Regions from separate parts of the Mus musculus genome. Here region 2 is linked to region 1. A link is a contact called in public promoter capture Hi-C data. All regions are on one chromosome and are shown on one strand. The core of a region is the stretch at or near the end of the contact, and the rest is flanking DNA. Distances in the headings are between cores, read along the strand shown.

The links. Promoter capture Hi-C pulls out the DNA fragments that hold promoters and counts their contacts.
Region 2: a promoter capture Hi-C map of liver shows a contact between it and region 1. The contact joins two enhancer-like sites. A contact is called at or near these places in 4 of 39 promoter capture datasets (the 3T3-L1 cell line, hippocampal neurons and liver), 5 of 484 Hi-C or Micro-C datasets (brown adipocytes, embryonic fibroblasts and liver) and 7 of 115 datasets of contacts at active chromatin or transcription factors (fibro-adipogenic progenitors, heart atrium, hepatocytes and 4 more).

Annotation. Positions count from the first base shown.
Region 1 is chr1:23,159,792-23,166,716 of GRCm38.p6, forward strand. No RefSeq gene overlaps it. Among named protein-coding and RNA genes, the nearest start is that of Gm30442, 39 kb to the left of the region's middle. Within about 2 kb of position 3,785, at least 9 of the 459 cell types and tissues checked have an H3K27ac peak or open chromatin away from gene starts, as enhancers often do. A contact at or near this core is called in hepatocytes, kidney and liver, where this site is marked.
Region 2 is chr1:23,252,897-23,259,821 of GRCm38.p6, forward strand. No RefSeq gene overlaps it. Among named protein-coding and RNA genes, the nearest start is that of Mir30a, 16 kb to the right of the region's middle. Within about 2 kb of position 4,020, at least 346 of the 459 cell types and tissues checked have an H3K27ac peak or open chromatin away from gene starts, as enhancers often do. A contact at or near this core is called in hepatocytes, kidney and liver, where this site is marked.

The sequences.
Region 1 (6,925 bases), core at 2,535-5,034:
GTGGAGGTGGGGAATCTCTAGGATGTGCCAGAGATCTGGGATGGGGTAGCCTCCCAGGAGTCTGTGGGGGGTGAACTTAGCTGAGACACATAGCAGTATAACAGTGGTGATATGGAACCTGAGAGACCACCTCCTGTAGGTAGGCAGGACCTCCAGGGGAGGGATAAAGACACCAACCCACGCACAAGACATTCAACCCAAAATTTGTCCTGTCTATAAGAAATGCAAGGACAAACACGGAGCAGAGACTGAGAGAATAGCCAACCAATAACTGTCCCAACTTAAGACCCATCCCATGGGCAAGCACCAATCCCTGACACTATTAATGATACTCGGTTATGCTTGCTGACAAGAGCCTAAAGTAATTGTCCTCTGAGAGGGTCCACCCAGCAGCTGACTGAGACAGATGCAGAGCCCACATCCAAACATTGGACAGAGCTTAGGGACTCTTATGGAAGAGTTTTGGAGAAGGATTGAGGACACCAAAGGAGATAGGAACTCTGCAGTAAGACCAACAGAGTCAATTAACCTGGACCCTTGGAGGCTTTCAGACACTGAGCCACCAACCAAAGAGCATACATGGCCTGGACTGATGTCCCCAGCACATATGTAGCAGATGTGCAGCTTGGTCTTGGTGTGGGTGTCCTAACAACTGGAGCAGGAGTTGTTGCCTGCCTGTGGATCCCATTCCCCTCCCTAATTGGGCTGCTTTGTCAGGATTCAGTGGGAGAAGATGTGCCTAACGTTGTAGAGACTTGATGCTCTAGGGTTGGGGAAATACTCAGAGAGACCCCCCCCCCACCCTCTCAGAGGAAAAGTGGGGAAGGCAGAGGGACTGTGTGAGGGAAAGACCAGAAGGGGGCAGCGATCAGGATGTAAAATGAATAAATTAATTGATAGAAGAAAAAAGAGTAACAATACCAAAATCTGGCCAGTATTCAGGTCTCTGTTGGTAAAGAATTAACGATTGAATAATACAATGACAACCTTCACACAATGTACAAAAAGGTCACCCCAACAAAGACTTCATTAATAGGCTACAAGCAGTATAACAGTAAAGACCTCTAGTTGATCTGACAGAGCAAGATGCCAAGCGGAACATTCCCTCTTTCCCTCTTATTTTAACCATTGCACAATACACTACAACAATAATAAAATTAAATCTAAACTCACAGTCAGAGTTGGTGACAGGAAGTGAATGGAAAGCCTTAGTAAAATATTGGATGTTTTCAGGATGGTTGGTGACACCACCCAGGAAGCTCACTGGAGGCAGGATCTGAACACCTGACACAAATCAGAGAATGAGGAAGCTGGCCTATGAGCATGACAGGGATGGGGAAAGCTGCCCCACTAGAACCCTAACCAGCTTGGACAGCACTATAATGTCCCAGAGCTGGAGTAGAAAATAGGTACCCATGCACGGTAAGAATTCATACCTGAGTCTCACACACTGTCTGAAGTTAAGCAATGCGTATGATACAAACCATCCTTGTGAGAAACTGGTTTGAAAACTCAACGTTGAAAATCCAGATGTTGCCAACACAAGTCATTCTAAGTTTCACATGCAAGCCATAACAGAGACCTCAACACACATGGTCGAGTGGACCAGCAGCAGAGAGTCTGATGAGAAAATCATATTGGTGAAACAGATGCAAATAGTTCTAACAAGAGTAAAATTAACAATGAATGCACAGTCAAACCTGAAAGACCAGGGTAGTGGTAAAAAATAAAATAAAATCTCCTGTGGCCACTTGCCTTATCTTTCTTAAATGAATTAGGCCTCACAGCCGAAACTGAGTGGCCCAAGAAAGTGTAGAACAAGAGAAGCAAAAACCGAAGCTCATCTCCTTAAAAGCTCTAGTCAGTCTCTGAGGCACATATTGATAGGACAAATAGAAAGAAAATGGCAGAGAAGAATAAGCTGACATCCAAGCTGCCAATCACTGAACTGAGGGGACTATGGGATTTACATTAGGTCAGTCTATTGTCTGTGAAAACAGAAATGTTAACAGTCTTTGAAGCAATATAACAGAGCCCAGAGTCTACACAGCATAGTGACCATAGTCTCCATAATCTGGTCTAAAATTATTCAACAAGGAGTCTAGAAAGTGTGTATTACTGCTAAGAGAAAAGACAAAGAAATGTCAACTCTGAGATCTCCCGGGCATAGGAATTATCTGGAATAGACTGTAGAGAATGTTTGGTCTTCATAACAATGCAAGTGACAGAGGAAAGAGTCGGTGAACTCAAATACAAATCACAAAAATCAGGAGGAAAAAGAAAAGGAGAAGGAAAGAGGAAAAGAATATATAACAAAGAGAAGGAAGGGAGGAAAGAGATTTTCCTTTGGAAAGGAAGTCTTCAGAGATCTGTAGAATGATGCCAACGTCTGCATGGAAAACCGTAGTCCTGGAAAGGATGTAACAAATGAAGCATAAAACAGAAACTATGTGGAGATATCATCAGAAAGCATAACATTAAGGAAACCTATAAATTTGCACATCCAAGAAACTTAGGGAGGTCCACACATGATCAATCAGAACATAGCACATCACAATCACACAACTGAAAAATAAAACGCATGCACATCATTAATTAAACAGAGGAAAATGTCTTATACGCAGGAAAGTGATTTGCTTTATAACAGAAACCACAAAGGAAAGAAAAAAAGAAAATACTATCCTTAATTTATTTAAAGTGAGTACACTATTAATTTAGAATTCTAGAGTCAGCAAGAATAAGGTAAAACAAAGATGTTCTTTAAAAACAAAAAACAAAAACTCAAAACTCACTGCCTCTGAATATATACAAAAGGAATACTAGCAACAATTCATTAGACTTAAGGGAAATTACAACATGAGAGACATCTTAGACCATTACACAAAGCATAGTACTAAACACAAAATGAAAGAATTCTGTACATGTGTTGTGAATAGTAAGGTTAGAAACTAGAAAGACCAAATTTATCAGTAAAAGAGTACTTTGGCCCAAGCGATAGAAAACTAAAAGAAAAGTCACTGGAATCTGAAAGCTACAAAATATCATGGGGGAACTGATTGGAATTTATGGAATGTTACAGACAGAAATTATTTCCATTTAAGACACAAAATGTTACACACTCCGTTAATCCATTTGTTATGCAAAACAACAAGAAAAAAAACACAGCAAACAGGTCGGGGGAGGGGCAGCGAACAAACACCTAGGAGCACTGCAACTCTTTCAGGAGTGATGAGAACAAACATACAGTGAAACCATTGTGATTGCGATTCACTATGTCTCTATCTTGACTAATTGAGTGATTCACCTAATGAGCATTTTGATGCACATTCAGCATTTAACGAAGAATATTCATGTTATTCATTAGAAGTCTGAAACCTGAAAAAATTAGACCAGGGTTCTCTTGTTTATTTGTTTTAAATTACCTTCTTAAGTTGCTTATATTTCATTGTAATAATGACCACTATAATTTTTACAAAGTCAGCAAATTAATTTGGAAAGTAAATTGATATTGAAGAAATGAGAATAGCATGAGGACCTGTTTTTATAAGGCTAAAAGCTGAATAAAATACACATAAAATCTGGATGCTTCTTATGTCATTATAAAGTCTATCAAAAATTTTCAGTATGTCTTAAGTGTGGAATATCAGAAAAGGGGAAGAACGTTTACAAAAGAGAAAAATCTGCATAAATACAAAACAAAAACTCAGGGGGTGGAGGGTGCATGTACTTTGTCCTCACACATTCCTGAACCCTGCCTTCCTGAATGGCAGCTACCACAATCCATGGAGCAAATCTGTGCAAATATGTACAAAGATTTTCCATTAACCCAGGTTAAGTTTTCCCTTCACTGAAGCCAAGGAGAACCAATGACGGCTTCCAAAGGAAGGGAAATGACCTTGCAAAATAGATTATTTCAGCATACAAAACACTACATTAAATACGTGTCCAATCCATAGTTTTATTAAACTAACCAACAAACGAACCAAGAAAGGGTTGCTTTCCAGTATTGCTCAAGGTATACGTCATCAATAGATTGACATTGCATCAGCCTGCCTCACCCTTTAAGCCAAATTCAGAGGGATTTGGTTTAAGTTTTCTGAAAAGATAGGCAAGTCACATATTATCATTTTGCAGAAGAGTTTTGTATTTCAGAGTGTATATTGACGCCTGTGCACATACAGAGGAACACACAATTCTCTAGGTTACAAATCTTGTGTGAGATTTTGCCTCTCAGCCCCTCCCAAAACTAAAGCACACTCATTTTTCTATTATCACTATCATCTGCCATCTAAATCCCTATCATGTCTATTTAAAGGCTTAGTGAAGTATTTCTGTGGCAGTTTGCCCAGGGAGTGGCACTATTAGGAGGCATGGCCTTGTGGGGGAAATGTGTCACTGTGGGAGTGGGCAATGAGACCCTCTCTTAGCTGCCTGGGAGACAGACTCTCCTGGCTGAAGTTGGATCAAGGTGTAGAAGTCTCAACACTTCCAGAACCTTGTCTGTCTGCACACTGCCATGCTTCCCACCATGATGATAATGAACTGAACCTCTGAAACTGTAAGCCAGTCCTACTTAAATGTTGTTCTTTGTAACTATTGCCTGGTCATCATTTCTATTCACAGCAATGGAAGCCCTAACAAAGAAAATCCTTATCATCTCTATTTAAAGGTTTACTATTGAAAAAATATGAGAAAAAAATAAGAAATATAAAGTCTGAGGAGGGGCAAATTGGAGGTCAGACTCAGTGGCAAATGCCGAGAATATAAAGCTTAGCATCTAAGACATGCTGAAAATTTTTGATGGGCCTTATTAATATTTACAAATAATGTCATAATTAACATCTAGATTTTAAGTGATTTTTATTCAGTTTTATTTTATTTATTTTATTTTATTATAGAACATGATTTTAATATTTTCAACTGTCAATATTCAACATACAAAATAATTATTTTAAGATATATTTTGCAGTTATGTCTCCCTTTTCATTTCTGATTTTATTAATTTGGATACTGTCTCTGTGCCCTCTGATTAATCTGACTAAGGATTTATCTATCTTGTTGATTCTTTGTATAGTTCTTTTTGTTTCTATTTGGTTGTTTTCAGCCCTGAGTTTGATTATTTCCTGCCATCTACTCTCTTCTTGGTTGTATCTGCTTCTTTTTCTAGAGCTTTCAGGTGTGCAGTCAAGCTGCTAGTGTACGCTCACTTCAGTTTCTTTTGGGAGGCACTCAGAGCTATGAGTTTTCCTCTTACCACTGATTTCATTGTGTCTCATAAGTTTTGATATGATGTGTCTTCATTTTCATTAAATTCTAAAAAGCCTTCAATTTCTTTCTTTATTTCTTTGTTGACCAACTTATCATTGAGTAGAGAATTGTTCAGTTTTCATATGTATGTGTGCTTTCTGTTGTTTTTGTTGGTATTTAAGTCCACCCTTAGTCCGTTGTGATCTGATAGATTACATGGGATTATTTCAATCTTCTTGTATCTGTTGATGCCTCTTTTACGACCAATTATATGGTAAATTTTGGAGAAAGTAGCATGAGGTGCTGAGAAGAACAAATATTCTTTTGATTTAAAATGAAATGTCCTATAAATATCTGTTAGACTCATTTGGTTCATAACTTCTGTTAGTTTCACTTTGTTTCTCTTTAGTTTCTGTTTCCATGATCTGTCCATTGATGAGAGTGGGGTGTTGAAGTTTCCCACTATTATTGTATGGGTGTGATATATGCTTTGAGCTTTAGTTAAGCTTCTTTTATGAATGCAGATGCCCTTGCATTTGGAGCATACATGTTCAGAATTGAGAGTTCATCTTGGCAGATTTTTCCGTTGACCAGTATGAAGTGTCCATCCTTATTTTTGTTTTTTATAACTTTTGGTTGAAAGTTGATTTTATTCAATATTAGAATGGCTATTCCAGCTTGTTTCTTGGAACAGTTTCCTTGGAAAATTGTTTCTAACCTTTTACTCTGAGGTAGTGTCTGTCTTTGTCACTGAGGTGTGTTTCCTGTATGCAGCAAAACGCTGGGTCCTTTTTATGTATCTAGTCTGTTAGTCTATGTCTTTTTTATTGGGGAATTGAGTCCATTGATGTTAAGAGATATTAAGGAGCCAGGTGGTGGTGGTGCACGCCTTTAATCCCAGCACTTGGGAGGCAGAGGCAGGTGGATTTCTGAGTTCCAGGACAGCCTGGTCTACAAAGTGAGTTCCAGGACAGCCAGGGCTACACAGAGAAACCCTGTCTCAAAAAACCAAAAGAGAGAGAGAGAGAGAGAGAGAGAGAGAGAGAGAGAGAGAGAGAGAGAGAGAGAGAGGAGAGAGAGAGAGAGAGAGAGAGAGAGAGAGAGAGAGAGAGAGAGATTAAGGAAAAGTGATTATTATTTCCTGTCATTTTTGTTGTTAGAGGTGGAATTATGTTTGTATGGCTATCTTTGTTTGGTTTTGTTGAAAGATTACTTTCTTGCTATTTTCTAGGGTGTACTTTCCCTCCTTGTGTTGGTATTTTCCACCTACTATCCTTCATAGGACTGGATTTATGGAAAGATATTGTGTAAATTTGGTTTTGTCATGGAATATCTTGTTTTCTCTGTCTATGGTAATTGAGAGTTTGGCTGGGTATATTAGCCTGGGCTGGCATTTATGTTCTCTTAGGGTCTGTATGACTTCTGTCCAGGATCTTCTGGCTTTCATAGTCCCTGGTGAGAAGTCTGGTGTAATTCTGATAGGTCTGCCTTTATATGATACTTGACCTTTTTCCCTTGCTGCTTTTAATATTCTTTCTTTGTTTAGTGCATTTGCTGTTCTGATTATTATGTGATGGGAGGAATTCTTTTCTGGTCCAGTCTATTTGAGGTTCTGTAGGCTTCTTGTATGTTCATGGGCAACTCTTTCTTTAGGTTTGGGAAGTTTTCTTCTATAATT
Region 2 (6,925 bases), core at 2,770-5,269, 93 kb after region 1:
GTGAATCAGCTTAGAAAAGATCTTTATTTATGTATTAAAACTATCTTTATGGGCTGGGCGTGGTGGCACATGCCTTTAATCCCAGCACTCGGGAGGCAGAGGCAGGCAGATCTCTGAGTTTGAGGCCAGCCTGGTCTACAGAGTGAGTTCCAGGACAGCCAGGGCTACACAGAGAAACCCTGTCTAGAAAAAAAACAAAAAACAACAAAAAAAGTATCTTTACAAATACTATTGCTAATCTGAAAGTCTCAGTTATTATGGTAAACATTTAAATATATGTTAAAGCCAATAGCTCTCCCTCACACTTTAACTCTACTGTTAAATCCATCACAATGGATAATTGATAAGAAAATCACTGTAGAAAACTACAAAAAACATCACCCTGCAAATGATACAGTACCTATTACCCAGATAACTTAGGAAAGAGTCACTGTTTATAATAACTGTGTGTGACCCTAGAGATTAGTGAGACATTACCAAACACTGTCTTTGGTATATTAAGTCATGTATATTTCCCATAATTTTCACTCAGAAATGTGTACACACACACACACACAATTAGTTGAAAATAACTGAGGGTTGAATTACATTTAGTAAATTTCACATTCTAGAGTTATCATATGTAGTCTGTTTTAACTAACAATTAAGCTTTTGTACTAGATCAAATGTTTTGAAATTAAGTTAACAGTTTCATTATGACACAAAGACATATATCTAAAAATTCATGTTACTTTCCTCTTTATAAATTAATCACAAAAGTAATTTAGTTCTTGATTATGTGGGTATAAATTTGACACCACTGCTATAATTCTCATGCAAAGCTATGCACATTAGCAGGCCCAGAGTATATTAATCTATATGTATACGGTAAAATTTTCATGAAATTTTAAAGATTATAAATAGAACAGTATTACATTGGCCATTATGATGCATCTTGATTTTGAGACATAGGTTAAGAACCATCAATAATAAAGAATATTTCTAAAGCTGTCTTATTCATAATTCTTCTCCAAAGACATTCTTGTTTTTTAACACTATTTTTATTTCAAAAGAAGAGGAAGTAGGGGGTTGGGGGGGAAACAGGACAGACCTGTGAGAAGTAATGCTCTAGTTGTTTTTTGAGAGAGACAGGTAAGGAAGGAAGGAGGCAAGAGCAGAGCGACAGGGACAGAGAGATGAGAGAGAATGAGATTGATTCTATGAGTCCACTCTTCCTCCAAATGCAGGGTGACAGGACTCTCCAGAGCAGCTGGGAGGACTGGCTCAACGCTGCTGCAGTACCTAACAGAAGTACCGGGGTTTGGTTTTCTAGAATTTGTAGGAGCTTAATTCCTATCTATTTGAAGAGAAAACTGATGGGTCAAAAAAAAAAAAAATACGTGGATGGAAAAACCATGAAGAGCGAGGAAACGTTCATTGGCTGCCGGTGGGCAAATATTGACAGTGAAGTTGAGAAGAATAACAATATGCTTTAGGCCGCATTGCACTTGGCACTGGATCTTACGGAAAACAAAGTGCTTGACAACTATCTTAGCTGGATTGCACCCAGCGAAGCCAGGAGAGCTGGGCATATTGTTCTCTTGTTACAGAGTTAGCCATTAACCAGTGTGCCCCAAATCGGGCCACAACTTGGATCTTTTTGACAAAAACTAAGTCTTGGATATCATCCTTTCTCTTCAAGGTAGTCACAGTGACTTTCTGTAAAATAAGGGTGGTAACAAAATACTTTTTCTTGTTTGACACACTCTCTCTCTCTCTCTCTCTCTCTCTTTCTCCTTCCTTCCCTCCCCCCTCCCCCATTTGCTTCACTTTACAGATCATTCTTTCAGAGTCATCAAAACAACTTATGTAAAGGCCCAGGTCACATGTACAAATATTTTTAAAAAGCAGTTTATTGTCAAAATTAATAGGGGATGGCAGCTCTTTGAAGTACACAAATAGATAAAAGTTTTATTCTAAATTATGCAAATATGTGTTACAGAATATTTTTTTCATTATCATGTGGTCCACTTTTAGAAAGGAAGTCAATAAAACTATTGACTTCATAGAAAATGAAAATTGAGTAATTCTGGCTGAGGTAGTTTGGATAAAGTGTTTGTCTCAAGTTTGAATCCTCATTCCATAGTTAGTAATGCTGTTTGGGGAGGCTTAGGAAGTGTGGCCCTATTGGAGGAGGTATTTCTCTGGAAGCTGGCTTTAAGAACACAGCGTTCCTTGCTGTTTTGAGTTGCCTTTCTTTCCTTCCCGCTTGGGGCTTAAGATCTGAGTCCTCAGCTTCTGTTCCTGCCACCTGCTACCCCGGCCCCCAACTCTGTCATCATGAACTCTTATCCCAAGTGGAACTGCGAGCCCAAAGTAATCCTCCTGAAAGTTGACTTGGTCCTGGTGGGTTTTCACAGCAAGCACGTACTAGCTATAGAAAATAAGCAAACATCTATGCTGCTTCTATGTAGTGCGACTTTGACCGCCATCTTAAACTAATGCCTTTTATAGGTAGCCAGAGATATCTTACAAATATATCCTCTGTATCTATACGCTTCTATTCAGGTATTTCACTCAAGTCTCACTGAATATAGTTTGTGCGACTTTGTTTTAGAAATAAGATTCTCAACTGGATACTGTGATGAGCTTTTGATGCCAGCACTCAGGAGGCTGAGGGAAGAGGATATTGGGTTAAAGCAGATTGAATTACACAGAAAGGCCCCATCTCAAAACAGCAACATAACAATAAGGTTCACTTTTTAAGTCCTAAATGCAATTTTCCTTTAGGAAAAGAAAAATCATATATGCCACTAATGGTCTGGATTTTTATTAGAACAGAAACTAGCAGGTTTGAGATACCTGGTGCTCTGGCTAATTCTTTAAGAACACAGATGTCCAAGACCGCAGAAAAAGCAATTTGAGTGCTGTCTGCTTATGCATTCCGTTTTCTAATGCGAGACGCCTTACTTAACTTTAAAAATTAATAACGTTGATTAATAATGTTCCAACCTATGTGTGCAGCTCTCTTGCATGAGAGCAGTCTGGGTTTGAGGGCGGAGATCTTGCTGAACCTCACAAGCACACGTCACCTGCCTACAATGAGGGCAGTCAGGCTCCAGACCTGCCCAGGCCTACTCCCTCGCGACGCTGCCCGGCCCGACTGGACTTGCTCTGGGCGGCAGGATCAGGTCCCACCTCTGGGCTCTGAGCGGTTCGCTCTTCGAGGATCAGGGCGGGTGTGTAGCCGGAGTCGCTTCCTATTGGCCGACTTGCCGGGCGTCCGGACATCTGATTGGACGGCCCCGCCTCCCCACGGGCTGAGCTCATTGGACGGCGCCAGCCGAGGGGGCGGGGCGCGTTCCCCCCGGGTTCTTGAGCGAGCGCGCCGGGCCGCTGAGCCGGGCTGAGGCGCGGGAGCGGGGCTGCGCGGCGGGCTGCGGAGGTAGGGAGCGCGGCGGGCGGCGCGGGTGGTGAGGGCGGCGGGCCCGCGGCTGGCTGCTCGTGCCCCGCGAGCGCCCCGGGCAAGAAGAGCTCGCCGCAGTCCTTGGCGGGCGGGGACGGAGCTGCGGGCGCGCCCAGCCCTCCACTGTCCTGTCAGCCGCGGCCACCACACACACGCACACACAGACACACACATTCACACACGCGCGCGCACACACACACACACACACACACACACACACATACACACACACACACAAAGAGCGCGGCGGCGGTGCGGGGAGGCTCGCCCGGGCCCGCAGCGCTCAGGCCGCGGAGACAATGCGGCGGGCCGGACTCCGCGACGTGCGAGCCGGGAAAAGTTTGAGGCTTCTCCTCAGGCTGGGCCGAGCCGGGCCGCGGCTTTGGGGAGCCGGCTTCGGGACGGGGCCCGCGAGCTCGAGCGCCTGCGCGGCCCGAGGCGTGAGGAGAGCCTTTAATACTTTTTTTTGGAGCGGGCGGGGAGAACAAATACAAGTGCGGTCGGGCGAGAGGCGCTGGCGTGCCGCTGACGCGGGGACGGTATCCGTGGGAACCTCTCGGGGGCGAAGGCTGTCCGGGGCCTGGCGGGGGCGGGGTGGAGAGGTTAGAAGGTCGCAGAGCTGCGCTGCTTGCGACTGGCTCTGCTTGACCTTGGACCAATGATTTAACCGCTTAGATCACCTCGTGGGTGATCTCGGAGGCGACAGCCGCTCGAGTCTTGTAGCTTTGAAATGTGTCTCCGATGGAGATTTTTTTTTTTCTTTTCTTTTCTTTTTTCTCCAAGCCTCGTTGTGGTGCGGGAGTTGTGAAATGGTAGGCCGGGATATATTTATATGCACCCGGGACTCACCCTTCAGCCTTTCTCAGAAGTAACTTTTAAGTCGGGTGGCTTAAACACACCGATCCTTCCAGAGTGCAAAATAAGGTATCCATTACTTTATTTGCAATTCTTAAGACTGGTCTAGATACCCTGTTCGAAGTCCTTGAAGTCCTAGGGCCAGGACAGAACCAATCCTGAGGGTGAAGTGGCAGGTGCCCCCAGCAAGCCCTTCTCCAGGCATTTTGGAGAAGCGTGAAGTATTTATTATGCAAAGGAGAGCATAAACCAGGGCAGGCGTTTGTGTTTATGGCGTTGGTTTCTGTATCACTGGTTTCTACTGAAAAGTTTTGTTGAAGGGTGAGGTGTTGGTGGGGAGGGGTCTCCGGTGACAAGAGAAGGAGAAGAAAACTTTATTTGTAATCCAAGTAAATCTTAAAAGTAATGTTAAGTCTCCCTTGCGGGCAGGCACGGTAGCAATGCTAGTACATCTTGATCTAATTTTAATGAAGGATTGAAAATAGCCACCGTGTTCATATCACTGACGCCAAGTCAGCTCACTTACATAATCATCTTTGTTGAGATGTGTTAGTGCTGTGTATAATTTCAAAGAATAATTACAAAGTTTGTTCTGACACTGTCGTTGAACTATTATCATTTGAGATATGTAAAATAATGAAATCTTAACTTTTGGTTATCAGATAACCTACATTTTTCCATCAAAGTAAAACCAAACCTTGCTATGAACAGAACTCATGTAAATACTGCATATATATGTTATGGCAATGTATAAAGAATGTATTGGCTCTGTATGTACATGTTCAAGTACCACAGTTTTCTCACTTTGTGAGAGTGCCGCTTTTATAGCAGGTGCTCCGCTGGCTATTTTCTCCCCACCATGGAGCTTAGAAGCTTATAAACAATGCAAGTTTGTAAGTTAGATATTCAGCATATATTTGCTCACAAAAAATATCCAGTGCCCAGATAAAAATAATAAAAAGTCCACTCCACCCATTCTTAAAAAGAATTATTACCATGCTTTTCTGGAAAGAAGGGAGAGATAGCAAAGAAAAAATTTACAGAAAAATTCTTGTATCTAGCCTGAAAGTTTATGGCTTAAAATAGGAATGCATATTTAAAGACAAAGACAACTGGCAGTGTTTCTAGGAGAATGATAACAACGTTGAATTAACATAATACACTTCATGACCTAGTTTTATTTGAACATGAGCCATTGAAGAGGTGTGTTTCTTAAATAATCAGTGGCTGTTTGCATTGATTGGATGTCTAATTAAATGTTGTAATCATAACTATAATATTTCACTTGAGTGCTGCCTCATTTTTAAATTCATTTAGAAAATAACAGGAAAGCTTTCAATTTATTTGTAAGAAGGAATATTTTTAAAATCAAGTAAATACTCAGTGAGAAAAAAAATCTCAAATCTTATACCAAATGTAAATTAAACATCAAAAATAGCATCTTGCCAAAGTCTGTGCCCTAGACAAGCACTGGATGTGGAAAAGATCCATTGTGGACTATAGTTGAGACTTGCTTTGTAGCATCAGGAGAATACTAAGGTCTTAACACTGGGAGCTGGAACACTTACTGTAGAATTTGTGTTCTTTAGTCAGGTTTCCTAGTTGTGCAGCAGTGTCAGAGTTGGGAACAGTATATCTCAGGGTGTGCTCTTTATAGACAGGTTTCAAGGTGCACTTGCAGAACTTGTAAAACATCACACTATTGAGTATCTCAAATTAGATTGTTTGTGAATGGAACCTGAATCTGTATTCAGAAACTCCTTTCAGTTTGAGAGCTGGTCACATAAAATTGTAAGAATTAGTGTTTTAAGATAGTTTCTCAGATGCACAGTGCTTAACCATTTCCCTTGACTCCAGACATGGTCTCATCCCTCATCTACTGTCTTTGCAAGTCAACCAAGTTAAAGCCTGTTAGAGAATAACTAGAGCTCCCATGCTTCCTTTCAGTCCTGTTTGTGGGAATAACCTAGTGCTTACCATGTTAGCTAAATTCCAGGTTAGAGATTGAGAATAGCCCCTGGGATGGCAGCCTGAGAGACCATGATGAGGATGCTCAATGGAGAGCTGCCCATTTAACCTTTTAACACTCAACATTAGATGATTTGGGTAAAAATGCTGATACTTTGGCAGACAAGTATGTGGCTGCATCCATGTATCCTGCCTTCTACTGTCACAGATATTTGTTGACAAATTTCTGTAAGGGCTTCTGTAAGCTCTATATTACAAATGTCCCCTGACTTGTGAGGATTTTTGTGTTTATTGAAAAAAAAATTAGGGTGTGAAAGAGAAGTTGAAAGAATAGGCTGAATACTCTACCAGACCTGATCCCAATCATGACATTTACTGGCAGGTGATGTCAGATGCATCCTTGCCTGACCTCCTGTGCCTTAGCTGCTTTACCACAAAGATGGGGATAATAGTGCCTGTCTCATAGGAGTTGTTTTGAAAATTATGCAAGATTATACATCAAAATACCATGTGCAAATAAATGAGCACATTGTATCTATTCAGTAGATGTAATTTTTAATTGTAATCCTTTTAATTTTCCCTTTTAGCCCTGGAAAGTCATTGAAGAAGGAAAAGAGGAAGCACACTGGATGAGTTAAGTAGAGCTGAGCACATGGA